Linked DNA regions of Oryctolagus cuniculus: region 2 is linked to region 1. The links are chromatin contacts, called in public Micro-C maps. All regions are on one chromosome and are shown on one strand. Each heading gives the region's core, a stretch centred on a gene start, on an enhancer-like site or on the middle of the called end of the contact. The rest is flanking DNA. Distances are from core to core; before and after follow the strand shown. Region 1 overlaps HS1BP3 (HCLS1 binding protein 3). Region 2 holds the start of TTC32 (tetratricopeptide repeat domain 32).

Region 1 (3,792 bases), core at 746-3,245:
CTTTGGTCGTGAGACCGCACTTGCTTACGCACAGAAAGTCCTCTTCTGAGCAAAGAGCAAACTGAACCTGAGAGAGCGCCAGCTTTCTAGAGAGAGCTCTCCCTTTCTCCCCTTTGCCCTGGTCTCTGCTCCACAAAGAAACAGGCCCTGAGAGGTTCCGCCACTGACCTGCCAGAACCTTGGACCGCGGCCTCCACCTCTGCTCTGAGGGGACCAGAGGCTGGGCTCCCTGACTGCCCAGCGACTTCGAAAGCGCAGGGTAAAGGGCCCTCGCCCAGGGCCTCTCGGGAAGTAGAGCTGAGGCAGGGGCAGGGGACACACACGAAGAGGCAGGCGCTGCCCCTGCGACAGCTGGGCCATTCCACTTCCGTCTGTCCAACAGGCTTGGGTTCCGCATGAAATCTCTCTTGTATCAAAGACTTTGCTGCTGGATTTATGGTGGAAACTGCCCTCCCATTGTCGCCCTTATCAGCGCAGTCACTCACCCAGACCAGGTGCAGTGACCTGGATGGGGCAACTCGGCTGCTGAAATGCACCTGTGACCACTCGACAGGCCCAGGGCGTAGCCCGAGGGCGGCGGCGGTGGTGGCGGTGTCACCTGCCTCCTGCATTCCTCACTGCTTTGCTCCCAGCGTAGGCCAGGGCTGCGTGCATTGGAGGTACAAGGCGAGGTAAGGACAGCGAGTCCCTGCTCAGGGCCCCCGCAGCAGAACCAGGGAACTCCTCTGGCAGGAGGCTGCGTGGGAGGGGGAACCCACGGGGCAGCAGGCGGAGCGGGGAGCAGAGAGGAAAGGAAGCCCCCTCCCCCGCCCCACACAGCCCTCCCTCCTTGGCACCCACTCACCCGCCATTCTCCATGCCTCTTTCCCTCTGGGCATCTCCGAGACCTTGATGGAATCTGGTTTCTGGGGTTTCTCAAACATGAACTTGCACGGGAATCTGCACAGAGTCTAGGCCCCTCCATGGTCGAGGGGACCTGGGAATCTGCATCTCCTCCAAGCTCCAGGCTGGGCCAGGCTGCCGGCTGGCAGAGGGCAGGTCTGGGTGCCCAGAGTAGAGCTGGGATGTCGGAGGACCCCAGTCCAGGAGTGACGGCAGCGCCATTTAGCAAAAGGTACCCAAGGGGAGGCAGCTCCTGGCACCTTGGGGGACCGCCTTACTTCTGAATCCTGGCTTAGCAAATCTGGGGCCAGCCAGCAGTGTGCCAGGGGCACCCAAAACCACAGAACCACAGCAACCATTGGGGAGTAAGATGTTTTTATGTTAGAACACGTGGTTGTTGTAAGAACGATAAAGCAAACTCTACACAAAACACTATGAAAAAACAACACTGCAGAGACATACCCAGCATCGCCACTTGAGGCCACAGCACGGCCTGCCCCTCTGAGGGAGCCAGGGGAGCCCCGCCAGGGCACATTCACACAGGAGCCAGCCTGGCCCGGCCCACCCCGTGAAGCTGGGTCCTCGGCTGAGACCTCAGAGACCTGGAGGCGGCTCCTTGGGACAGAGAAGTGGGCAGCAGCGGCCTTGGACAGGCAGGGTTTAGAAAAGCAGATGAGGCCCCCCCAAAAGGAGGAGTCAGCCTTTAAAAAAGCCCTCTGCTGGAGCCCCCAGGGAAGCAGGGGGACCTTGCCCGGGGCCCTGTGAAAAGCTCAACAGGAGGGAAGCTCTGCACCTGCCCAAGTCCCTCCAGCTCCTGGCCACGCCCCTCGCAGACACAGACCCTAGGGACCAGCCCAGGGGCTGAGGGAGCCCTGTGTTTACCAATCCGCACCAACCAGTGCAGAAGCTGAGAGAAAGCGGAGGAGGGAACAGCACACGCAGCACAAGCCCAGGCTGGCACGGAGACGCCAGCCCTCATCGGCATACACATGGAGGGAGCAAGGCCCTTGCCCCGCGTGGTCAGTGCTTCCACACGAGCCGGGTGTTTCCGGTCACCAGAGCCTGGCCCCCAGAAGGTGGACCTGCGAGAGCAGAACTTCAACTTGCTCAGAGCCGGGCAGTCTCTGAGATAGGAAGCTAAATACAAAAATGACGTCCGACCACGGGGAGGAGCAGACGGAGCACTGAGCGGCAAGGCAGAGCGGACAGCAGCAGCCTGCGCGGCGTCTGCAGGTAGTGGGATGGCGCAGGGACAAGAAAATCCCAGGGGATGCGGGAAGCAGCAGCGTTGGGAGGGGCTGGGGCCAGGCTTTTCTACCGTGGAGTGCTGTCTAATTAGGTGTCACAGAGCCCATCTTTCCCCTAATCAAAGCCCGGCTGGAAAGACAAAGGAACGCGGGGCCAGCCCGGGCTCTGCTTTGTGCTGACAACTCCCACCCTTCCAGGCAGCTCTGCGGTGGAGCCACAGCGCCCCACCGTGGCTGTGGCTGGGAAGGACCGAGGCCTGGCACACGCACCAACCCCAAAGTGCATTTTCCTACCCCAAAAAGAAGCCGCGTCGCTAGGTGCCTTCTGCAGCTAGAAGCTAGAAGCTGGCTGTCTCCGTTTGGCACCACGTGTGGTTACTCAGAACAATGGGAGCATGACTGTAAACAACACCTTCCCCTCAGCAAAACAAGGGCCCGAGAGGGGCCACGCTGATCAGGAGCGGTTGTTACGGGCCTCTCCCTGCCCTCCCAGCCCCCTCCCTCGGGGCCCTGAACCCCGCTCCAAATGGCCACCTGGGGCCCGACTCTGGGGTGCACCATGCGCCCAGGCACTCCAGGACGCTGACTCCCAGCTCTGCTTCTGCAGCGGCTCCCCGAGACCTGGGCACCTTTCCTCCATGTGGACCCCCGCCCCACCACGCTGGTCTCACGACCCCAACACCCCCACCCCACCCCGGGAAGAGTCTGCGCACTGCAGGCAGAGCCCTCAGGGCTGCCTCCCGCAGGCTGTTCAGGTGTACTCCCAGTCAATCAGCTCTACCTCCTTTCTGGAGCAGCACCCACAGACAGGCATCTGTCCCCCGCGGACCCAGGCCTCCAGTGGATGGCTGAGACACTCCTGTCCCACGGGGGAGGAGGGCCCCCAGGTGTGGGCGGGCCCCGGCTCCACAGGACGATGGGGCCATGAGGACAGCCGACCGCTACCGGTCATGTCCACTGTTGGAATTTTCACAGGAGCCCTAAGCCGCAGGTGCTGCCAGGACTCCGGCCTCACTGGGGAAAGCTGAAGGGAAGAGGAGCAGGCTGGGTACAAGGCTGCGCAGGCAGAGCCGGGATTCCAGCCCCGCCAGCCCGGCTCCAGGTCCCAGGGTCCCACATGGCGCCCATCCTGCACCAGCATCCTCAGCTGTTGGGTCTCCAGCAGGGCACTGGCCTCTGTGGGCTTCAGGGCCTTTGCTCTGTGAAATGGGACCTAACAGCAGCTTGCAGGGCAGGGACCGATGAGACTTGGCCTGCGTGGTACAGAGCACAGCGCTCAGCATGCAGTAGGTACTCAGTTCCAGGCTGGCGCTGCGGCGCAGCCGATTAAGCCACTGCTTGAGACGCCAGCATCCCGTATCAGAGGGCTGGTTCGAATCCCAGTTACTCGGCTCTGATCCAGTTTCCCGCTAACGTGCCTGGGGAGACAGCAGATGATGGCCCAAGTGCTTGGGTCCCTGCCACCCAACGTGGGAGACCAGTTCCTGGTTCCTGGCTTTGACCTGGGCTGACCCCTGCCTTTGTGGCTATTTGGGAAATGAACCAGTGGATGGAAGATCTCTCTCTCCCTCTCTCTGTCACTCTTTCAAATAAATAAAATAAATCTTAAAAACAGATATTAGCCCCATTTTTGTTCAAGCCAAGAAGAAAAGAGTGAGGGTGC
Region 2 (3,771 bases), core at 694-3,193, 640 kb before region 1:
CTGAGAAGAGTAAGACATGTGGAAAAGCACCATCAGAGCAACATGAACTCTGCTGAAACTGAAGACAGAACAAATACCAAATTTATGACGAAGCTTGGGTAGAGGAATGGTGAGATCACGGAAGTCTTATAAAAAGTTTACGGAGACAGCTCCCCAAAATCCACATTTACAAATGGATAGCTCATTTTAAGAAAGGACAAGGTGACGCAGCCAGTGAAGTTGCTGTTATGACTCTGACATTCCATATTGGGGTGCCAGTTTTAGTCCCAGCTGCTCTGCTTCCAATCCAGCCCCCTGCTAATGTGCCTGGGAAGGCAGTGCATGATGACCCAAGTACTTGGGCCCCTGCCACCCACATGGGAGACCTGGATGGAGTTCCTGGTTCCTGGCTTCAGCCTGGCCTAGCCCTGTATATGCAGCCATTTGGGGAGTGAACCAGAGATGGAATCAATCTCTCTCTCACTCTCTCTTCCTTCACCTTTAAAATAAATAAATAATTCTTTTTTATAATAATTATATAGTAAGTTACTTAAAAAAAAAAAAAGATGTGAAGATGAAACAAACTAGCGATAAACAATCCATATCACTTTATAAGGAAAAAAAAATGACCTTTACAGACCCTAACTGAAGAGGCCCAATGATTAATAGCAGGAACAAAAGCCAACACATAGACATCCCAATTGGTTTAGCTTACACATTCTGACTGAAAAATTACTGTGCAGTGAACTTTGCTCAGTAGGCGCCAAAACTGTTGTGCCCAAATAAGCTGCAGATAAGAGCATAGCTTTCATTGAAACTCTGAAACAAGTAGTATCAAGATCAAGTAGTATTAAGTAGTATTAAGATCCTGAATTATTTCTTCAAAAGAAGGAGATGAAAGATGGTTTTACTAGTACAATCCTGAAGCAAAAGCAAACTATAGCAATGGCTACCAAGATGCTGAAATAATTCAATCAAAGCAAAAGCAGACCAGTCAAGAGGAAAGATCATGGCAACAGTTTAGGAGGATGTTCAAGGCATTTTAAAAAAAAATATATATATATATATATTTTTTTTTTTGGACAGGCAGAGTGGACAGTGAGAGAGACAGAGAGAAAGGTCTTCCTTTGCCATTGGTTCACTCTCCAATGGCCGCCGCAGCCAGTGTGCTGCAGCCGGCGCACCGCACTGATCTGAAGCCAGGAGCCAGGTACTTCTCCTGGTCTCCCATGGGGTACAGGGCCCAAGCACTTGGGCCATCCTCCACTGCACTCCCGGGCCACAGCAGAGAGCTGGCCTGGAAGAGGGGCAACCGGGACAGAATCCGGCACCCTGACTGGGACTAGAACCTGGTGTGCCGGCGCCGCTAGGCGGAGGATTAGCCTAGTGAGCCGTGGCACCAGCCTTAAAACATATTTTTAAAAAGATTTATTTGAGGGCCGGCACTGTGGCATGGCTGGTAAAGCTGCTGCCCGCAGTCCCGGCATCCCAGATGGGTGCCAGTTCGAGACCCGGCTGCTCCACTTCCCATCCAGCTCTCTGCTATGGCCTAGGAAAGCAGTGGAGGATGGCCCAGGTCCTTGGGCCCCTGCACTCACATGGGAGACCTGGAGGAAGCTCCTGGCTCCTGGTTTCAGATCGGCACAGCTCCAGCCACTGCAGCAACTGGGGAATGAACCAGCAGATGGAAGACCTCTCTCTCTCTCTGCCTTTCCTTCTCTGTGTAACTCTTTCAAATAAATAAATAAATAAATCTTTAAAAACGAAAGATTTGTTTGAAAGGCAGTGACAGGGAGTGCATGCATCATCTGCATGTTCACTTACCAAATGGCCACAAGAGCTAGGGCTGGACCAGGCTGAAGCCAGGAAACACAAGCTCCATCAGGTCTCCCACGTGGGTGGCAGGAACCCAAGTGCTTCAGCCATCGTCTGCTACCTTCGAGGTGCATTAGCTGGGAGCTGGATCAGAAGCAGAGTAGCCAGAACTCCAACTAGCAGTAGAATATGCAATGCAGGCATCCCAAACAGTAACTTAACTTACTGCACCACAAAACCTTCCCCCAAACAAGGCATTTTTTATTTGCATGTGAGGAGAGGGAGAGGGAGAGGGAGAGGGAGAGGGAGAGGGAGAGGGAGAGGGAGAGGGAGTGAGAGAGAGAGAGAGAGAGAGAGAGAAGGGGAGAGGAAGGAGGGAGAAAGAGATTGATCCCATCTGATGGTTCATTCCCCAAATGCCCACAACGGCCCCTGGTGGGGGATGCAGTTGGGAGCCAGAAGCCAGGAGCTCAATCTAGGGCTCCCACATGGGCTGGCAGAAACTCAGTTACCTGAGCCATTACTGCTGCTCCCAGAGTCTACATTTGTGGGAAGCTGGAGTCTGAAGTGGAACTGGGTATCAAACCTAGGCACTGATTTGAAATGCCAACATCTCTCTTTGACGTTTTGCCCAACGACTTTCTTGAGGGCCAAAATGCGTGAGAAAGTTTTAAAAAAAAATGCCCAGTGAAGTTTGACAACAGAGTCCTTCCCCACAATGATAATGCTTCTGCTCATTCCTCTCATCAAACAAGGGCAATTTTGTGAGCTGTGCTGGGAAATTATTAGACATCCTCCTTATGGTCCTGGTTTGCGTCCTGTTGTCATCATGTTGTTTCCCAAGATCAAAAAGCACCTTTAAGAGTGCCCAGTTGTCTTTGGTTAGTGACAGTGTTAGTTTCCCAGGGTCCTCAGTTCTCCAGTGATGGGACTAAATGGTTGGATTCATTGCTCAGAGAAGTGTCTTGAACTTGATAAAGCTTATGTTGAGAAGAAAATTTACATTTTTATTTTTTAATTCCACTTTTCACTAACCTTTTGAAATTCCTTCATATATAAACAACCTAAATATTAAAAAACAGAAAAATGAATTCAGCAAAATACCAACGCAAATAATCAGCATACAGGAATCAGTTGCATTTCTATACAACTATACATACTTCTTTTTATCTCTAGCAATACTCATGGCTTCAAGTCTACTTTGGTGTTAACAGAAGCACACATTTTCCTATCCTTACTATTTGCACATCTTTTCTCATTCCTTTACTTCCGACCTATCTCTACTTTTAAACAGAATATTGCTTTTTAAAATCTATTTTGACAATCTTTTACTTGGAGGGTTTAGTCCATTAACATTTAAAATCCTTCAAATAGCAGACTTTAGGTCTACCACCTTATTATTTGATTTCTATTTGTCTCAACTACAACTTGTCCTTTTTTTCTTAAATTCTTCTACATTAAATGGTTCTTGTTCCATTTTTTTTCTCTAGTATCTTTACTTTTGCTTTATTAATTAGCTTTGTTGTGATATAATTTTAGAGAAATCTCTTAGGAACTGGTCTCTCGTTATAAAGACATAATACTCATACAGCAACTCAATTTCACCTCAATTTCTTTTTCTTAAATCCAAATAAAAATAAAATTACCATGTTAAGTAAACCATTGGATGAGTTTTGACAAATACATAATAATGTACTTACCATCCAAATCTTTTGTACTTCTTTGAAGTCAAACCCCAGCCTTCTCCTGGACCTCAGATACCTCAGTACTTTTTGTCTTTCATAGAATTTTCTATAAATAACATACAATAGGTCATCTTTTGTGTCTGGCTTCTTTCACTCAGCAGGATGCTCTTGAGATTCTCCCACACGACCACATGTCAATGTTCCTTTTTGTGGCAGAGCAGGGTTTCACAGTATGGACATTCCACAGCTTGTTTACATATTCACACTGGTGGACACAGGGCTGCTTCCCAGT

The links. A called contact is a pair of places that touch in the nucleus more often than the background predicts.
Region 2: a contact with region 1 is called in a Micro-C map of ear pinna, with 4 times the contacts expected there. The contact joins the promoter of TTC32 here to the enhancer-like site in region 1. A contact is called at or near these places in 3 of 6 Hi-C or Micro-C datasets (ear pinna, embryonic fibroblasts and an unstated tissue).

The regions. Positions count from the first base shown.
Region 1 is chr2:181,983,609-181,987,400 of mOryCun1.1, reverse strand. The region is part of intron 4 of HS1BP3 (HCLS1 binding protein 3); the gene reads right to left. It overlaps LOC138848666 (a long non-coding RNA gene), which reads left to right. Exons shown (of 2, transcript XR_011386772.1): 1 at 1-2,115; 2 at 2,328-3,740. Among named protein-coding and RNA genes, the nearest start is that of HS1BP3, 15 kb to the right of the region's middle. Within about 2 kb of position 1,995, at least 1 of the 8 cell types and tissues checked has an H3K27ac peak or open chromatin away from gene starts, as enhancers often do. A contact at or near this core is called in ear pinna, where this site is marked.
Region 2 is chr2:182,627,065-182,630,835 of mOryCun1.1, reverse strand. It overlaps TTC32 (tetratricopeptide repeat domain 32), which reads right to left and starts at 1,943. Exons shown (of 3, transcript XM_051840560.2): 1 at 1,804-1,943. The coding sequence starts at 1,928.